5 separate regions of the Mus musculus genome follow, and all the other regions are linked to region 1. Evidence: chromatin contacts called from public HiChIP or PLAC-seq, capture Hi-C and promoter capture Hi-C data. All regions are on one chromosome and are shown on one strand. The core of a region is the stretch at or near the end of the contact, and the rest is flanking DNA. Distances in the headings are between cores, read along the strand shown. Region 1 holds the start of Nrd1 (nardilysin, N-arginine dibasic convertase, NRD convertase 1). Region 2 holds the start of Dmrta2 (doublesex and mab-3 related transcription factor like family A2). Region 3 holds the start of Zyg11b (zyg-ll family member B, cell cycle regulator). Region 4 holds the start of Coa7 (cytochrome c oxidase assembly factor 7). Region 5 holds the start of Shisal2a (shisa like 2A).

Region 1 (3,709 bases), core at 715-3,214:
GCCAAGGTGCAGAAATGCTAGTTTGGGACCTGACACATACATTTAGTATTTGTTAAACAACTAGCAAAAAATAAGGTCAACGAATCTCTACCTGAAGCAATCAGAACAGTATCTGAGACTTAGCCATTATTAGGTAACTTTGTATGGACAGGAAAACAACAAACAAACAAACAAAAAAACCACCAACACCTGTACTGAAAATTTAACCTGGGAGGCCAAAACTAAGCAATGTTATTACCTTCAACTTGCTCACTTACAGGTTACAACTACATCTTTGGCAAGAAAAGTTATCCCTAGTTTATAAAGATATCTTGACCCTGACAAACTGACAAAAATTATACTGGGAAATTAAGCTAGTCTTGAAGCTGGGACTATGTCACTACTTTCTGGACCTGAGTGTCAGTTGTTTGTAAAACAGAAGTGGGGGGAAAGTGGAAAAGATGATCTCTAGAATTCTTTCCTTCTTTTAACACACTGCAGGCTTATAATAAGTTTGGAGCTGCAGGCTTCTAACCCAGCACATACTGCACTGGCTTTTGAGTCGGATGGGTAGTTTCATACAAGCTCCAATACTATTTAGCTGTCTAATTCTGAGTGTGTTTCAACGTCTTCAACCAGGAAAACTAAGCTGTAAGATAATAGAAACTATTTCAAATACAAGATATTTTATGAAACAAAGTAACTCTTAAGTTTATTCAGGTGGGGGATTGAGTCACCATTCATTCATTCATTACACATGATTGAAACATTGTATAAAATGGGATCTTACACGCCTACCATTCATACAACTGAGGCCCAAGATATCTCTAATACGTTTTGGAAGAAGTCATCTAGCTAAGCCATTCTAGTTGTGGCTAGCTACCCATGGTTACAAGCCACTCCATCTCAGGCTAGCTAAGAGAGGTAAACAGGAGTGATAATTACGAAAAGGGTGATGTAAAGTTCTTTTATTAAAACCACAGCATCCTTTTCGTAATTTTCACTCTGTTTTACCTCTCTTTACTCATACACCTTTGGATTGAGACTGAACAAAAATAACACACACACACACACACACACACACACACACACACACACATCTCAAATATCCTCTCCGCCAAAATTCAGAATCACTAACTGTCAAGCTTTCCTTACCAACCCTCCTCCCCTTTACCATCCATCCTGTCTTCCTCATGGAAACCTTAATTCTTGCTTTAATATAAGTCAAAAATAGCCGGGCAGTGGCGGCGGATACCTTTAATCCCAGCATTTGAGAGGCAGAGGCAAGCAGATCTCTGAGTTAAAGGCCAGCCTCGTCTACTCCAAATTGCCCTGGCCGCCTCACCCAAACACACATTTGGGATGGGAAGTAGTAACACCCTGTTGCTTCTCCGGGAGACATGGAGACCAGAAGTCACTACAGCACCAACCGAAGCCCGCACCCTGTTCTCCCCAGTCCGAGCCTCCTCCCTCACCGGTACTGCTTGGGATCGCTGGGAGACTTGATGATCTCAGGGTCCCCGACATTACTGAAAGACCGTCCCTCCTCCTCAGATTCATCCGCTCCTAGACGAGCAAGCCGGCCGCTCTCGCCCAAGTCCTGTCCATTGGGCTGCAGGTCCGGGCAACTGCAGGTGGACTTCGCCTTGTTTCTTCCAGGCATGGTCAGCGTAGGAAAGGGTTTCGATGATTCTTCGCACAGACCCCGTGCTTCGATTCGCCCCAGAGCCGTGAGCTCCCGCCCGGCCTCACACCGCAACTTCCTCCCGGTGACACAGACTGCAGCAACCGCGACTCTCCTCAGCATTCACCAGCAAGTCGTAGCGCTGGACATCCCGCTCCCCAGGCCCACCTCCTCCTCCTACACCTCCAGCCACTCCTCCTCCTCCGCGTCCCAGGGGCGACGGCGGCGGCCGGCGTTGTTGCTGCCCCAGCCGCTGGGGAGGACAGGCCTGAACCCCTCCTCCAACCCGGCCTCGCTCACACCGACTTTCTTCATCCCACCCTCCTGACAGCCGATGACGCTATGGACTCTAGCCAATCACAACGCACAACGGCCGTCACGTTTGCAGAAACAGCCAATGGGAGTAGGGGAAGCGAGAGACCAATAGAAATAGGCCGGGTTCCTGGCGCACCCAGAGAGCATTTCGAAACCTGACGTGGGCGGGGCGAAGGAAAAGAGGCGGAGGATGATGGGAGAAGTCTTGCTGCGATTGTGACGTGCGTCCGTAGCTGTTTTTAGGAAAACCGCGTAGCGCTCCGTGTCTGAGAAAATATTCCCCAGCGAGAAAACACAGAAGTGAGTCGCGATAGTGGATGCTGATCTTCTTCACCCACTTGCGGTGTATTTTTTGCACTCTATTCTTAGAGTGACTCAGCGGGTCTCTTTTTTAAAAGAGCAGAGCACCGGAAGTCTTTTCCCACCCTATCCCGAGATGGATGCAGTGCTTGTGGGTCACTAAGCACCGGAAATAACAATTGCATCTTTCCATCCTGTAGGCTGCCAAACCATTGGTGCTTTTCACGCTCCAGATCTGTTTCAATATGCTCACTCTTGTATGCGAATTGTTTATTTTTTTAAGCTTCCACACCCTGGAGTAGTCCTCAGCCTACCTTTAAGTTTGGCCAACTTTTACTGAAAAGCAAGAACATGTTAGGCTACTAACCTCAAGTAACTTTCCCAAGCTTTTTGTTTTTGTTTTTGCCAATGCTTTTGCAGCGACTGGAACAGACACAATATAAAATAAAAAGCAGTTGACCAGATAACAATAAAAAGCTGATAGACACCATTGAATGAGATCATACCACATGGAAGAGATAAACGAAATGAATATGAGTAAACAACAACAACAACAAAAAGACTTTAAGCCGATAGATACATTAGTGGTTGTCTTTCCTGCCTCTGAACCTTTGTGTGGCTGAAGATAAAGCCATACACAAAACAAATCGTTGCCGGTGTGGTAGTCCACACCTTGAATCTCAAGCACTCAGGGAGACAGAGGCAGGTGAATCTCTTTAAGTTCAGGGCCAGCCTGGTTTACAAAGCAGTTCCAAGCCAGCCATGTCTACCTACTAAGACCGTCTCAAAAACAACAAAAAATCCTTGGCTTGAAGTTTAGTTTCTTATGGGAAGAAACTGACCATAAATAATACATTAAAAAAAAAAAACAATAAATGCTAAGACTACAAAACAGGGTAGGAAGACAAAGTATTGAAGAGGATACATGAACTGGGGCAGAAGTATTTGAAAGCATTAAGATTCCGGGCAGTGGTAACGCATGCCTTTAATCCCAGCACTTGGGAGGCAGAAGCAGGTCGATTTCTGAGTTTGAGGCCAGCCTGGTCTACAGAGTGAGTTACAGGACAGCCAAGACTACACACAGAAACCCTGTCTCAAAAAATAAAAAATAAAAGCATTAAGATATCCTGGTTTCAGTACACTTTTAAAGGTTTATCAGTCTTCACGCAACTCCACTAGAGTCCTCATTCAAAGTAGCTTCATTTGCGTCTCTCCAGTACAAGAATGGCTGCCCAGAACATAAAAACACCAATAGTAAGTGACACTGAAGTGTCAGTCTATGCTTTGTACAAGATTAGGGTGTGTGTGTGTGTGTGTGTGTGTGTGTGTGTGTGCTTGCTTTGTACAGGATTAGTCTAGGTGTGATTTTTGACTCTCCAAAACAATAATACCAGAAATAAGAAACGTTCAGCTTCAACTATCAATTTTGTT
Region 2 (3,709 bases), core at 795-3,294, 980 kb before region 1:
CACTTGGGGGTCCGCGGGTACTTCTCCGCTGCCCTCAACAGCAGCGGCGGCGCCCGCAGCAAGCCTCCGGCCACGCTCACTGGTAGCGATGCTGCGGCAGCTGCCGCCGCAGCCACCGACGCCACCGATGCCACGGGTGGTCCCGTCGCTGTCGCTGCTGCTGTCGCCGCACCGGGCACGCTGGGCAGCTCCGAGCGCAGCTCCATGGCTGGACCTAGCGTGGGGAAAGTGGGGATACCTGAGTCAGGGTAATACAGTCACTAGGCTTAAGCACGGCCTGCAGAAACCCATTTTGGGAAACTTTGGTTGTACAAGTTTAACTAAACTTGTGGCTGTCAAACTGCTGGGGAAACGAACTGGAAGCTCCCTGTAAACAAGTACGCCCCCACCCCCACCACTGACCTCTTATATCTGACTACACGTGTAAGATTTCGTTTGAATCAGTAGTTCCGCCAAGGGGAAAAAAACAAGACAACGTTTGGAAGTCATTGGTGCAGTTGAATGTAAAGAGGATTTGGAAAGAAAATATTATGCCCAAAGCTTAGGTTAATTGGGGTGAGTCGAGAAAAGAGAAATATTTGCCTGAAAGGGACTCAGATTACAGAGAAAACTTGGGACCAACAAGCGGATGTCAAAGGCAAAGCAAGAAAAAAAAAAAAAAAGGAGCAAAATGATCCCGTTTGGTGGACAGGTGAAGAGGAGAGAAATGTGCAGGCGGGGTGAGGAGGTGAACAGGTTGGGCTGGGGTCTTAATTGTAGCTTTCAATGTGGAAGCAGAGGAATTCGAGCAAAAAGGAACTGAAGAATTTTTTCCTGTTAGAAGTAGGGTAAGAACTAGAAGACAAAACTTGGAGGCAAAGTTCGGCTTATGGCCCTGGGATCACAGCCAAAAGAATTCTGCAAATACTGTGGTCTGAGCCTCTAAAGGGTTAGTTCTATTCCACAGAACTGAGTGTAGGAGAGCTGAGAAGAGAGAAAAGCCATCGGAAGAAACTTTCTTTGGACTGGCCACCCTAGCTCAAAGATTAGTTGAATAACAAGAAAAACGTCCAGAAACAGCTGACAAGGCGACCCGGACTGAGGTCCACCGAGAGGGACAGCGCTGCTTAGGAAAAAAATCTCCAGCAAAAGGTAGGGCGGGGATAGGGTGAAACCTGTGGCTTGGGGGTTAGACTTTTAGTCTGGAGTAGTCAGAGGAAAGCACATCTTCAGAAAAGTTAGACTTTGCAGGAGCCAGAGTCCTTTTGCTCAATGCCTCTTACCCAACCCCCACCCCTCCCAGTTTAGGAACTGAGTCCTCAGACACGCCCTCCTCATCCTGGGACCTCTTGGGACCCCGCTTGTGCGCAGGTTCCAGAGTGTTGGTCTCAGACCAGGGTTCTGGGACTTGCACAATCCAGCAGGCCTCAAAGGAGGCCAGGAAGTCGCCTCCAAAACTGACCCTGAAGGGACCCGAGAGTCTCACCTGCGCCGCAGCCGCAGAAGGCCCAGCAGGCCCTGCTCCTGGCTTCCGCCGCGGCCTCCACTCCCCGCCACGCAGCCCGGGTCCCCGCCAGAGCCGGGAGCCGCTCCTGGGGTCCGGGTCTGGGAATCCCAGAGCACCGTGTGCTCCGAGGCCTCTTCCCCCAGACCCTCAAGCACTCAATGCCCAAGGCCCGGCAGGGCCTGGGCCTCGCCCTCGGGGGCCACCGACCCGGTCGCCTCCCCTGCTCGGCTGCCGGCCCTCCCCTACCTGCCTCGAGCTCCGGGCTCCTCCTCTGTTGGCGCAGCACGCGTCGCCCAGCTCGGCTCGCGCCTCGGCTCTCTTGGCCTCGTCCCTCTGCCCCCGGCCCCTTCTCTGACCACGTCACCCTCCTTCAGCCACCATGTCCGAACTTCCGGACCCCTCTAGGAACACAGCAGTCCAACACCCCGGAGGGGCCTCGGGGCCGGGGGCCTGGCCGAGGGCGGGCTGGTTGCAACCGGCGTCCCCTCGGTGCGCTCCGGACGCTGCGCTCGCCCCGGGCCGGGTAGTCCGGCGCTGCCAGCTCTCAATGAGCCGCTCGCCCGCTCTATTGTTGCTCCTCAGGGCTCCATTAGACAGAATTGGACAACAATGTGGCGCCTGCCATTGGCCAGGGGAGACAGTCGGCGCTCTGATTGGCCGGGCCCGCGCCCGGGGAGCCCCTCATTCTACAGTGTCCGAAAGATTCGAAACTCCGCACGCTCTGCTGAGTGCCTGCGGGATGGGAGGGGGCGCCAGGGAAGGAGTGCGCGAGGAGGAGCGTTGCAAATGTCGTGACAAGAAGTTTCCGTGCGCCCGAGAGCGTGTGAATTGCTCCTAATTACCGTGTCCGGTGCGCCTCTCCGCGTAGACGTGTGTAACCCCTCTACTCCTGGGGCTCCGGCTCCACTGAGCCACTCTCCCTTGGCCCGGGGCGCTTGGCAAGGCCTAGCTTCCCAAGTGGCCCCGGAGGCCTGGGGCGGGACAGGAGCAGGTGACAATTCAATTACCGCTGTCGAAGTGGGAGTGGAACCCGGGTGCCGGGGTGGGGGAGGGAGGGCGTTCACCGCAGACTTGCCAAGATGGTTTTTGCTGGCTTCCTTCTGACCGTGACCGTGTGCTTCCACGTCCGACGGGCTCCGAGGTAGTTGAGAGCCGGTTTGCTCCCTTCCCCCGCCCTCTATCACCTTTAATGCTTAGTTTCTTCGTTTGCAAAGTCCTGACACCGTGGGCGTCACGGAGTGGTAAGTGCGATTTGTAAGGATTTGTGTTTTCAAGCTAGGAGCCCCGGGAGGAACGTGGGTCCAAGCGCTGCAGCTTCTCCTCTCCCTGCGCCCCTGCCCTTTCCCTCGGCCCCCTGTGCCCTCCTTGCCTTTCCGAATTTCTTTGCATCTTGCTGCCCTTTTTTGTGGAATTCTTTTTGTGGCTGTTTGAAATTAACAAAGTTTACTTGTAACTTTTTTTTTTTAAAGCCAAAGTAAAAAGCCGCCTTTGCGACTCCCCAGATCCTCTGGAGGCTGGAGGAACCGGCCAGACGGTCAGACCCATCAGCCCACAAGACTTCCGCAGGGGGCGAGGGCACTGGACCTGCTTTGACTTGGCCTTCCTCGACCCGTGCTGACGTCACGGCCCGAGAACCCCCTTGGGTCTGCGGAGGAGGTAACAAGTTCGAATTTTGTATCTCTTCCTAGTTATTCCCATCTGTTACTGATGTTTAAATCCTTGGACTGTGTCACCCTCCAGCTCGGACTTTTCCTTTGCCTTTGAGGCTAACATTCTGTTACTCTCATTTTTGCTTTCTACTTTTCTCCTTCAGAGTAAAGAAAATTCGTTTAAATGAAATGCGAAACTATCTCCTTACTCCCTTTCCGATCCCTGCCGTGCGTTTTGGCATTGATTTTTAGAAACCCTTGGGCGTCGGAAGTCGGGTCTCTGCCACTGCAGACGGTCATCTGCTAGGCACCCAGAGCCTGCCTCAGGAGGACCCGCGACTGGGACTGGAAAGAAGAGGAGATCAGCAGGACCCCAAAACAGAACCATGGTCCTGCAAGGGTCAGGATGCGCTCCGCCCAAGGAGCCAACTGAGGATCCGACTGGGGGAGATAAGAAGGGGCGTTGAGCCTCAGAATCTAGCAGACAGCTTCCAGAAAGTTCGCCAGGCCTGTTTCAAAGGAGCCTGGACACGAATAATATAGAATAGTAGCCTGGTGCCCGCCACAGGGAAAG
Region 3 (3,709 bases), core at 464-2,963, 700 kb after region 1:
ATAGCTTTAAGTTAAGGAACAAGGTTTGCACAACAAACGCTGGTAAATGAGAGAATTAGTACAGAATTTAGCATCACAATACACAGCCTCCCACCAAACAACCATCACTAGAGTAATCAAATCCACAGAGATTAAAAATCAGGACTATGCTAGCTTTGGGTGTGTCTCAGTAGTAGAGAGCTTGCATAGCGTGTGTGAGGTCATCAACTTAATACCCAGCACTGCTGCAACCTCCAACAAAAGGTAGCACAGTACTTGCCAAGGGACAGTGAGAAAGAATATAGGGATAGACATTCAGTTTTGCAAGAGCGGCAGAGTCTGAACAACTGAGGATGTTGCCCAAGAGGAGAACACTTGCACAGCATGTGCAAAGCCTTGTAGTTAATTCCCACTACCACAAACACGATGGAAACAATCAAGTGGCAGCCTTCTGGAGTGCCTGTTTGGCGATGGCTTCACCAGTACTTAATCCTGCCTGACCTGTATACTTGATAGTGATTAAAATGGAAGATGGTCCAGTGGCAAGAGGCTAGGGGGTTAGGTCTCCAGAAGTGTGCGCTCTGGAGAAACAGTGACACACTTCCTCTAACAAGGCTACTCTTCCTAGTATCACCAACCACCATGGGCCAGGCATTCAAACACAGGAGTCTATGGGGGCCATACCTATTCAAACCACCACAGCAGAGAAATGGAGAGTTGAAGCATACCTGGACTACATAGTGAAGGCTAGCCTGGGCTACAGAAAGGAAAAAGTATACAAGTGGAGTTATAGGTAGTCTGGAAGTCACTGTCAGTGATGGAAACTTATATAGATGTTCTGTTTTGTCCATTTACTTTGTCAGTGATTTGAAGGCAAAAATGATTAGTTAAATGAGCATGAAGAAGGAAATATCGGAGGCCTGAGAAGAGGGACTTGAAGTAGCTACCTAGAGGGTGGAAAAATATAGCATAGCTAAACACCATTTACATAAGATCAAAAGAAGGCAGCCAAGAGATGGCTCATCGGTTAAGAGCACTGACCCCTCTTCCTGAGTTCAAATCCCAGCAACCACATGGTGGCTCACAACCATCTGTAATGAGATCTGATGCCCTATTCTGTGCTGTCTGAAGACAGCTACAGTGTACTTGGATATAATAATAAATAAATCTTTAAAAAGAAAAAAGAAAAGCAGGTTAAAGAGGGAAAGCTCCATAGTCAAAATTGAGATTGTGGGGCCCGAGGATGTGACGCAGTAGCAGGCAGAATACTTGCCTAACATATGCTATGTGGAGGGACTCTTTCTCACAAAACAAAACGAAAACAACAGCAAAACAACATCATGTAACAGAATGCTAAAATCACTAAGAACGTTGACAACAAAAATTAATGACTAAAAAAAAAAATTAATGACTATGAATCAGAAGTTAAGTTTTGAAGAATGAGGGTAAGCGCTGCAGTCTTCTGGAGGTAAGATTTAAAGCTCTTCCAAACGGAAAGACTACAGCCTCGTCAGAGGGCGTTGGCCCCTTTAAGGGCTGGCGTTTGAGAATGGAGTCTACGCCGGGACGGGGCGGGGTCTTCAGGGGGCGGGACCACTTTGGGGCGGGGCGAGACATGCAAGGGAGAGAGGGGCGGGACTTCTAAGGGGCAGGGCGCGGTAGGCTCAGGGAGAGGGGCGGGACCTCGTGCGGGGGGGCGGGGCGCAGCAGGCGCGGCGAGCGAGGCGGAGTCTGTGTTTCGGTCAGGTTGCGGCAGCGGCTGCTGTAGTTCAGAAGAGCGAGGCCGAGGCCTGGGCCCAGCCCGGAGCCGCTGCCTGACCCGAGCCTCCTGGAGCCCCCGAGCCGGCTGATCTTAGCGGCGGGCTCGGGCTCCGCCTGCCACCGCACGCAGGACCGAGGCTGCATGCCGGAGGACCAGGCCCACGCAGCCATGGTGAGCTAGCGCGGCCTGCCCCCCACCCCCCGCAGGGTGGCCCGAGGACGCCGGGCAGCCGTCTCACCCTTCTTCCTGCACCCTCCCTCTGTCTCCTCCGGCTCGCGTTCCCCATCCACCAGTAGGAGCAAACCTCTTTGGGAGACATCCCTTAATCCCCCTTCTTTCCGGTGACACCCTTTTGTCCCCCGGTGACAGCCTCCTTCGCATTCTCCTCGTCCCCCCTTCCCTGTCTTTAACCCTCCCCTTTCTCCTCAACCATTTTAACCTTTCTCCTCTATGGTCGTTAGTCACCCCCACCCCCCACTTTTCCTTCCCACACTTTGCTTCCTTTCCCTCCTCGACCCTCTTCACCATTTTATCTCCGGCGCCCCCTCTTCCCCTTGGTCCTCGACCATCCGCATTTCCTCTGCCCCTTGTCGGATGTCCTCCGTCGCCGGCTCACACATCTGTCCCCATTTCCTTGTGCAGGTTTCAGAGGGCTAAGCAGGAGCAATTGGAAGGCAATTGCTACCCGGGAGCTGTTGGGCGGGTACATACAGATTAGTAACCTTTCTTTCTCCGTTCTGTTTTGGAGTGGGGAAGTGAGGGGAGATTGGCGGTATGGAAGAATAGTCTGGAAGCTTTACTACTTAGTGTCATTGCAAAAACCTGAGTGGGGTGTGTTACAGAGTACATCCTGTAGCCTTATGTGATTATCAGGCCTTTTGACAGAAATAGCCAAAAAGGGTTGTTACATTTTTATTTTGAATGTGTTTTCATGTGGAGTTACCGTTAGGGAAATTAAAAATCTTTTGTAATTTGCAGGCTTGACAGTTGTTGCTCAGAGCACATGATTTGTTTTTGTTAGGAGGCAGAGACCAAGGGCATTTGAGGTCTGAATATCAGCCTGGCAGTCAGATTGTGACAGTCTTTCGAATACCTTCCTCCGAAAGGTTGTATTTGTCCTGTCCTTTCTGTCCTTTCTTGGAGAAACCCTTTCTTTGCAAATTTTCCTCTGCTTCAAAATGGCTGTGACTACAGTCCCATTTTTAAGTGTTATCCGCGTTTTGCTGTGTATATATTGAAAGCATTGTTCTATCCTATACAAAATAAATGTTGATCTCTGGGAGGAAATAATACATTCTAGTCAAAAAGACTTGTTGATAATCATAAGTTCCTAGGTTGTATTTCCCTCCATCTGACTTTTAGGAAGGTAACCTACCGTCTGGTGTTTAACCGGGAAACACTCCCTCGCTCCCTGACTCTGCTGATCCTCCATTGTCTTTTCCCAGTGACTGCCTCTCACTTGTTCCACTGTTACTGTGTGCTGTTCTGTTCCTTCCCAAGGAGAGTCAGAGTCTGGAAACAACTGGGCCTTACTTAATTCCCTGAGTTCCCAGTGCCCAGGTCAGGTAGACTCTTGAATGGTTTGATTTATGATCTCATTTCCCCACCTGTCAAGTGCAGTCTTCCACTGAAATTTGAGGCACCTTGCAGACTACTCAGGGTGAGTTGAAGCGTCTTTTGGTGCAAAAAGGAGTAGAATAAGATGTAGTGATGATTCTTTTCAGACTAGAGAGCCATCCTGCTGGAGAAGGTACCAGGCTGTTAGACTTTTGGAAATGCAGGCCTTTCCACGGAGACTGAATGAGTTATTCAAAGGATGGGGAGTCAAAGGCGTGATTTGAGCTGGGCCTAAAAGATGAATAGAATTTATGTGGCTCATTTGGGAAAGAAGAAGAAAACTTCACTTTAAGTGTGACTGGGAAGAGATTTAAGATCGGCTGTGAAAGTCAGGTGCTCCTCTAGGCCCAG
Region 4 (3,709 bases), core at 550-3,049, 670 kb after region 1:
GCTCCCAAAGAATAATCTTAGCCGGGCGTGGTAGTGCACACCTTTAGTCCCAGCACTCGGGAGGCAGAGGCAGGCAGACTTCTGAGTTCGAGGCCAGACTGGTCAGCAGAGTGAGTTCCAGGACAGCCAGGGCTATACAGAGAAACCCTGTCTCGAAAAAACAAACAAACAAACAAACAAACAAACAGAATAATCCTGGGTTCCTTATCCAGAGTCACACTATAGTGGACTAATTTCAAGAAACAGAAAGTCATTTCTTGGGAACTAGACTGTAAGCTACTGGAAAGGAGGGCCAGAGCCATTTTCATTCTTTTCCCTTAATTAAAACAATAGGAAAACAACCTACAGACACTGGACACTTGTTTGGGCACTGGTCACTCATACACTCCACCTCCTCACTGCACATAAGAGTCCATTTCTGGGGCTGGTGAGATGGCTCAGTGGTTAAGGAAACCGACTACTCTTCCAAAGGTCCTGAGTTCAAATCCCAGCAACCACATGGTGGCTCACAACCATCTGTAATGAAATCTGATGCTCTCTTCTGGAGTGTCTGAAGACAGCTACAGTGTACTTACATATAATAAATAAATAAATATAGTCAATTTCTGACCTTTTATTACCTCTGCCTGGCAAAGACTTACAATGGTTCCTTTCCTCCTTCAAAGCTTTATTCAAAAGCCATGTCATTGGGCAGTGCCCTTCACTCAGTTCTTTTTATCACATTTCACTTACCTTAAAAAAACTTTTTTTTCCCTCGAAAAAACTAAAACAAAAAAAAAATTTTTTTTTAAAATTTTGTGCTGGATGGTGGCAGCCCACACCTTCTAGCACTTGAGAAACAGAAGCTTGCAGATATCTTAGTTTCAGGCTAGCCTGATCAACAGAAGGACAGTCAGGACTACACAAAGAATAACACCTCAACAAATTAATTAATTTATTAATTTGTTAACAGGCCTGTGGCTCATGCCAAAAACTCAGAAGATAGAGGAAGCAGTTCTGAGTCCAAGGCTAGCGTGGCCTACACTGTAAGTTCTAGGCCAGTCAAGGCTACATAATGACAGTCTCAAAAAAAAAAAGATTTAATTTTTATTATTTTAAATTATGGATGTGTGTATACGAGCATGTGGTGTGGTGGCAGCAGAGGCCAGAGGCATTGGATCTCCTAGAACTTTAAATGGGCTCCTAATTACTGGACCACCACTCCAATCTCCCTCTCCAATTCTTTTTTTGGGCCGGGTTTTGCTATGTAGTTCAGGCTAGTCCTTAACTCCTGAGTTCTAAGTGATCCTCCTTCCTCAGCCTCCCGAACGCTAGAATTACAGGTGCAAGATGCCAACCAATTCTGGCTCGCATTTACTACTAGCATATATTTCATTTATTTCCTGCATGTTAAATGATTCCCTCAAAGACATGTACACCGAGGTTCTACTTCACCCTCACACCTCCAGTCCTAGCACCCTAAACTTGACTACACAGCATCTAGCCTGAGGGCTCCGCCCTCCGCTGCAGGCCCCGCCCCCGATGCACTACAACTTCCCGCCCACAGGCCCGTAGTGACCCTGACCCGGTCCTTAGGCGTCCTCGGCCCGCCACGTGACCACGACTGCACCCCACGCTCGCTCCCCTCCCCTATGTCCCAGGCTGCGCAGTTGGCGCTCACCCTCCGGGTCCTTCTCGCGGTAGCATTGGTAGTGACACTCCACCTCCATGTTCTCCAGGAAGGACTTCACCTGCTCCTCGTCCTGGAAGTCAACCAAGCCCGCCATGATTCCGACTCCCACAAATCGCTTTGTGGCTCCACCCTCAGTTACGTGAGCCAGCCCAGGGGCGGGGCATGCCGGCGGCGTGCGTGACGTCAGCGCTCCTCAGTACGGGGGCGGGTTGGAAGGAAGGAGACGATTACCGCTTCCCATCATCCTTTGCGGTGGTAGCTCCCCACCCCCCCCACCCCTCCAGGCTTTTATTCTTCTTTTTGGACAGCCCTCTCCCAGGTTTCTGCGTCGGTTTATCTGAGGCCATACTGCCCCTTAATGGTTTTCTCCCTGTAGTCTGGATCAGCCAGACATTCTTCAGTTCCGGTTCTAAAGCCGACACAGCCGGGAGCTCAGGTCCCAGCCTTACCAAAGCTTACAGCGTTGGGCTGCAGCTCACCACCAAGTACTCTGAAGCATCGTAAAACAGAACTTGAAATCTATTCCGAAAGCATTCGTTCATTTGGGTGGCAAGCATTTTGAATACCTTGTGTGTCCCAAATATGGCCGGAAAAACCGAAATAAATAAATCTGTGCAATTGCCACGGGATGCCCTTATCTCTATATTCTTTGTAGACCCATCAAAATCATCCATATTAATATGACTGCGAGTTATGATTAGAACACATCAGTGGTCGGGATTATAGTGACAACATGGTCACTATAATAGTTTTAGAACAGCAGCATGGCGGATTGAAGCCAAGGAACACTATGAAGTCATATGATGCAACAGATCTTACCGAAGAGGTTTATTGGGGCAAGGAGAAAGGGAAAGGCCGATTGGGAATGGACTCATGGTTTTAAAAGCAGTTCCATGACACATCTTTCACAGGATAGCACAAGCTCTGCGTTACTCCAGAGCCTCTGGCTAAAACTGACTTTTATGTATGGCTTCTCCTGTTTTTCCTTTGATAGAATCTCACTTTGAGACAATCCTCCCCCCTCAGCCTACTGAGTACTGTTGCAGATACAAGCTCCCACATCCACCTATCCGTGTTCTTTTTATCTTGTTTATATCTGTAATCACTAGAGGGAGCCCTTAGAATACATGGTCCAGGATGAGAAGGCCTGACCTTTACTTTGGAGCCTCCCTCCTTAACCTACTCCTACTGGATACATCTAGAAGCTTACTTGCTTTGTTCTGTATAACTGAGACAGGCTGACTCCATGACAGGCTTCACATTGGCAGTTCAGGAGACTAGACATAAATCTCTGTTTCCAAGAACTGAGCAAGCCCAGGCCTCAGAAGAGGCCACACCACCTGGCCTCCAGGAGTTCCAGGATAGCTTGGAAAACAGTAAGCCATTATTAAAAAAAAATAATAATAATATTTAGGCTGAAGAAGTAGCTCATCTGTTGGAGAACTTGCCTGGTCCCTTGGGTTCAGTCTTCATCATGTCCTAAAACAGGCATGGTGCAATCCTAGCACTTGTTGAGGTAGAGGCAAGGGGGGTCAGGGTTCAAGGTCATTCTCAGTTGCATACCAAGTTCTAGGCCAGCCAGAGAAACTTCTTCTCTTCTCTTCTCTTCTCTTCTCTTCTCTTCTCTTCTCTTCCCTTCCCTTCCCTTCCCTTCCCTTCCCTTCCCTCCCCTCCCCTCCCCTCTCCTCCCCTCCCCTCCCCTCCCCTCCTGTCCCCTCTTCTCTTCTTATCCTTTCTTCTTCTTCTTCTTCTTCTTCTTCTTCTTCTTCTTCTTCTTCTTCTTCTTCTTCTTCTTCTTCTTCTCTCTCTCTCTCTCTCTCTCTCTCTCTCTCTCATTTTCCAGACAGGGTTTCTCCGTAGTCCGGCTGTCCCAGAACTCACTCTGTAGCCCAGGCTTTCCTTGAACGCAGAAATCTGCCTATCTGCCTATCCGCCTGCCTCTGCATCTGAATGCTGGGATAAAGGTATGTATCACCATGCCTAGTTGAGACCCTTGTGTTCAAAATTAATTTCAGTCAGGCATAGTGGCATATGTTT
Region 5 (3,709 bases), core at 659-3,158, 620 kb after region 1:
TTTAACACAGGATCACAGGGAACCTTCAGATGTAACGTAATGGTCTAGGGACATGTATGGGAAAACTACATGCTTGTTAATACCGGCCTCCAAATGCACTTCAGCTCTTCCTTCTAGAATCCAATCAAGGGACAACACAAAACAGACAAAAGCACGGTAATAGCATCTACAACTTTGTCACTATAGAAATGACCTTGAAAGTGTGATTCTCAAGGCTCACATCTATCCATCTTTTGACATTCTAAACTGCAGGATTAAATTGTGATTCAACGTAACTGACAGTCTTTGTGATCCTAAATAACTCCGACTTTGCCATTAAACACCATTATTAATATCGGCCCATGAGCTCCATCAAGAGTTTAAAGAAACTCCTGGGTAGGCAGGCAGGCATGGCAGCGCTCCTGATGGCCGTGTGACATTGTGCTGGTTTCTCTCAAGGGCATGATCCTTCCTCTGGGTTTCTAGGAGAAAGAAGTTAATTCCTCACTGGAAAGGATTTAGGGGATTGTCGTCCACCTCAGAGAGGCCTCCCTCCTTCCCAAAGGGCTCCTCCCCTTTGTCCCTTCTGGTAAATAGAGGTCAAAATGAGCCTTCAATAGAGTAGTGCCAGTCTTCAGTGATAACAGCTCAAGAGAAGAGTTTTCTGGGAATATTAACAGTTCTTCTTGGTTTGAGGTATTGGTAACAAAACCAGGGCCCTCATGCATACTAGGCAAATGATCTATCTACCATTATCTATCATCCATGCCAAAGGTAAGTTTTTGCTCATTTTTGAGATGAGATCTGTATTGCCAGGCTTGCTTTAAACTCCTGGACTGAAGCAATCCTCCTGCCTCAGCCTGCTGAATAGTTTGGACTAGTGGCATATGCCACCAGATCTGGCTCCTTTTTGTTTATTGTTTTGGCTGACCTTTAAAAGCATTGCCCTCTTAAAACCTTTGCTATTCCCTTACACAGAGCCCCTCTGTGCCTATGATCCTGGTCCTATATTGATCCCTCCCTGTTGATTCCTCCACCAAGCTGTTTCTCAAGGGCCAGCCCGGATCTGACCTTCAGGTCAGAGGCGTGGTGTACAATGGCATCTGTGGAACTGAACTGCCTTACAGGTCAAAGGGAAAAGAAGCCGTGAAGGGGGTCAGTTAGGCTTATACCCAGCCCCCTGCAGATCCATGATCCCACACACAGCTGCCACAGCAAAGGGATGCACCACACTATCTCCTACCATCCTCTTCTGTGGAAATGCAGAGCTAAGGCTCGGAGGGACTGGGTAAATCCTCAAAGATCCTTGTTCACCCTCTCAGGGTACACTGGAGAAACTGAGGCTCGGAAGCACCTTCAGACAGGAAGGAGAACACTGTCCTTGTAGTCTAGGAACAAGTTGTGAAGGTTGGCAACCCCTAATTGAGGTGGGGGTAAAGGCTTATTCCTGAGACAATTGCTTCAATGTCTTTGGCCAAGAGCAGGGAGTGCTAAGAGTGTGTGTGAACATTGTGTGTCAAAGAGAGAGCAGGAGAGGAAAAGAAAGGCAATCAAGACTTTGAAAATATTACTGGAGGGCAGGGTGTGGACACACACCCAAAATCCCAGCATTTGGGAGTTGGAAGCCAGTCATCAAGACATCCAGGCCAATGTGGAATACAGGAGGTTTGCTGAGAGTCAGCCAGACAACAGGGTTGAAATCCCATGAGCTAAGGAGCCTGGGGAAATGACTTGTCTCTCTCTGATTCTCAGCTGCCGTCTATACAATGAAAACCCTGGTCTTCAGGTTGCTTTGCCAGTTAAATGGAGTATTATTCATCAACCCCAGAGGACCCCGTTCTGCCTGTCTTCTGCGTAGCACACAACTACCCAGAGAAGGGTCCTGGCGGCCCGCACGGTGGTACCTCGCTCAGGCGAGAGCCTCAAATATCCACCTTGCCTCTCTGGCTGTCGCGTGGTGTCTCGGCAGCCGGGGCGAGGAGGCAGCCCCCACCCTGGACTGGGTCCCCACGTGCACCCCTGCCTCCGCGCCCGCGCACCTGACCACCGGGTCCCCGGGCGCCCCGTCCTCACCGCGCGCCTCCGCGCCTTTCGCCGTGCCTTTCTCTGCAGCGCCTCTACCTGCGCACTTCCCTGCCTGCCTGGCCCTCGGGCTCTTTCTCAAGATCTGCGGGGTCTCCGGCCGTTGTCTCTCGCTCACCCGCTGTCGGTCCGTCCGTCCAGGGAGCCAAGGAGGCGCGATGAGCGGCGCCTGCTCGAGCTACGTGAGCGCTGAGCAGGAGGTGGTGCGCGGCTTCAGCTGCCCGCTGCCAGGGGGCGAAGCGGCTGCTGTCTTCTGCTGTGGCTTCCGCGACCACAAGTACTGCTGCGACGACCCGCACAGCTTCTTCCCCTACGAGCACAACTACATGTGGTGGCTCAGGTACAGGCCCTGGCTCTAACCTCACCTTGAACCCCTTCTCCCATCTTATCCCACTAGCCCACCCGCAAGCCAGCCTCTTGGAAGCCCCCACCTTCATCTAAGTGCCCTTCCCTCAAATCATCCTTACTCCTCACTGATCCTACTCTTGCTTTGTACCACATCAAACCCTTAAAGCCCCATCTCAACTCCTTCTTCATCCTGACCCCAACCATAATTTAGAGCCCCACTTGAACCTGACCAGCACTACCCCCAAAGCACTCATTCTGTCCCTATTCTGAACTTCACTCTGCCATCACTCTCAACATAATCTCAAATCACAAGCCAACCTTCACCCTAACAGCAAATACTATCTTCAGACATACAGAGGAATCCCTAACTCTACCCTTAGTCCTCACAGCGGCTCTGAGCTCTGGATGCTGTTCCGGGTACCAGCACAGTCCCAAGCCCAGCTTTATGAATTCCCTATTACTACTGCAATCTTAACCTGCCTCAGCCTCCTCCTCAAGCCTGCCTGTAAACCGTCTCATCTGTTTACCCACAACTTGACTTTAATTGGCTTTAGACCTACATCCAAACCACAACCTCAAACCTTCATCCTCACCTGATGCTCCAACCCAACCCCATCTCAGCCCAGCCTCAGCCCTTCCCTTCCCTCTCACTCTCTTTACTGGACACTTATACTTGAGTCCTGGGGGTGTACTCTATGCTCATAAACCTGGGGGTCAAGGCTTCCTGCAAGTTCAGTGTGACACAGTGGCATAATGCCACAGCAGAGGCCAGTTCCAACCATTTTAATAGTGGGGTCTGGGTGCAAATATTTCATTTTCCCTGGCCGTTCAGAAACTGGGTTGCTTGGGCCAACTCTGACAATCCTGAAACCTAAGTATGGAGATGGAGGACAGTAGGTCTTAATACCTCTGAGTCCCCAAAGGGATCCAGAAAGTAGAGCCTGATCCTCCCCCTGCTCTGGGTAAGAGGTGTCAGCAAAACTGGGGTGGTCCATGGAGAGTTTTTTGTCCCTAACAGTACACGAGCAGAAGACTGTGTGCTTTCCTGGTCTTCCTGGCTCTTTATCTACCAGAGGGAAATGACCTATCATTGTCTCCATTTCTGATTAAGGCAGAGGTAAGCACCAAACAAGAGACAAAAGCAACTAGATATACACCAATTACAACTACAAAAATGGCTTTTTCTAAGATGTCCAACCTGCAATTCCGAAACATTTTCAAATGACAAGGGTATCATATCCTGTACATTTGGCAAGTGTCTAAACACCCAAGAAATCATGCTAATTTTTTGTTTGTTCCC

What was found. Promoter capture Hi-C pulls out the DNA fragments that hold promoters and counts their contacts. HiChIP or PLAC-seq counts read pairs in DNA pulled down with a chosen protein or histone mark. Capture Hi-C pulls out chosen DNA fragments and counts their contacts.
Region 2: a capture Hi-C map of embryonic stem cells shows a contact between it and region 1, with 2.6 times the contacts expected there. The contact joins the promoter of Dmrta2 here to the promoter of Nrd1 in region 1. A contact is called at or near these places in 1 of 39 promoter capture datasets (cranial neural crest), 1 of 115 datasets of contacts at active chromatin or transcription factors (astrocytes) and 1 of 9 other capture datasets (embryonic stem cells).
Region 3: a contact with region 1 is called in an H3K27ac HiChIP or PLAC-seq map of microglia, with 6 times the contacts expected there. The contact joins the promoter of Zyg11b here to the promoter of Nrd1 in region 1. A contact is called at or near these places in 3 of 39 promoter capture datasets (hippocampal neurons, liver and pre-B cells), 1 of 484 Hi-C or Micro-C datasets (uterus), 2 of 115 datasets of contacts at active chromatin or transcription factors (microglia and regulatory T cells) and 1 of 9 other capture datasets (adipose tissue).
Region 4: a contact with region 1 is called in a promoter capture Hi-C map of pre-B cells, with 5 times the contacts expected there. The contact joins the promoter of Coa7 here to the promoter of Nrd1 in region 1. A contact is called at or near these places in 5 of 39 promoter capture datasets (the C10 cell line, hematopoietic stem and progenitor cells, hippocampal neurons and 2 more), 2 of 484 Hi-C or Micro-C datasets (CD8 T cells and uterus), 3 of 115 datasets of contacts at active chromatin or transcription factors (bone marrow-derived macrophages, memory CD8 T cells and pro-B cells) and 1 of 9 other capture datasets (adipose tissue).
Region 5: a promoter capture Hi-C map of neural stem cells shows a contact between it and region 1. The contact joins the promoter of Shisal2a here to the promoter of Nrd1 in region 1. A contact is called at or near these places in 1 of 39 promoter capture datasets (neural stem cells) and 2 of 115 datasets of contacts at active chromatin or transcription factors (bone marrow-derived macrophages and microglia).

Annotation. Positions count from the first base shown.
Region 1 is chr4:108,998,910-109,002,618 of GRCm38.p6, reverse strand. It overlaps Nrd1 (nardilysin, N-arginine dibasic convertase, NRD convertase 1), which reads right to left and starts at 1,964. Exons shown (of 31, transcript NM_146150.3): 1 at 1,455-1,964. The coding sequence starts at 1,786.
Region 2 is chr4:109,976,360-109,980,068 of GRCm38.p6, reverse strand. Dmrta2 (doublesex and mab-3 related transcription factor like family A2) reads right to left here and starts at 2,044. Exons shown (of 3, transcript NM_172296.2): 1 at 1,733-2,044; 2 at 1-214. The coding sequence starts at 206. It overlaps Dmrta2os (a long non-coding RNA gene), which reads left to right and starts at 457. Exons shown (of 4, transcript XR_868017.3): 1 at 457-1,131; 2 at 1,283-2,727; 3 at 2,956-3,142; 4 at 3,300-3,709.
Region 3 is chr4:108,299,094-108,302,802 of GRCm38.p6, reverse strand. It overlaps Zyg11b (zyg-ll family member B, cell cycle regulator), which reads left to right and starts at 1,713. Exons shown (of 14, transcript NM_001033634.3): 1 at 1,713-1,912. The coding sequence starts at 1,883.
Region 4 is chr4:108,326,242-108,329,950 of GRCm38.p6, reverse strand. It overlaps Coa7 (cytochrome c oxidase assembly factor 7), which reads right to left and starts at 1,799. Exons shown (of 3, transcript NM_027250.4): 1 at 1,661-1,799. The coding sequence starts at 1,766.
Region 5 is chr4:108,381,854-108,385,562 of GRCm38.p6, reverse strand. It overlaps Shisal2a (shisa like 2A), which reads left to right and starts at 1,908. Exons shown (of 3, transcript NM_001099303.2): 1 at 1,908-2,401. The coding sequence starts at 2,220. It overlaps Gm32297 (a long non-coding RNA gene), which reads right to left and starts at 2,340. Exons shown (of 6, transcript XR_003955247.1): 1 at 2,180-2,340.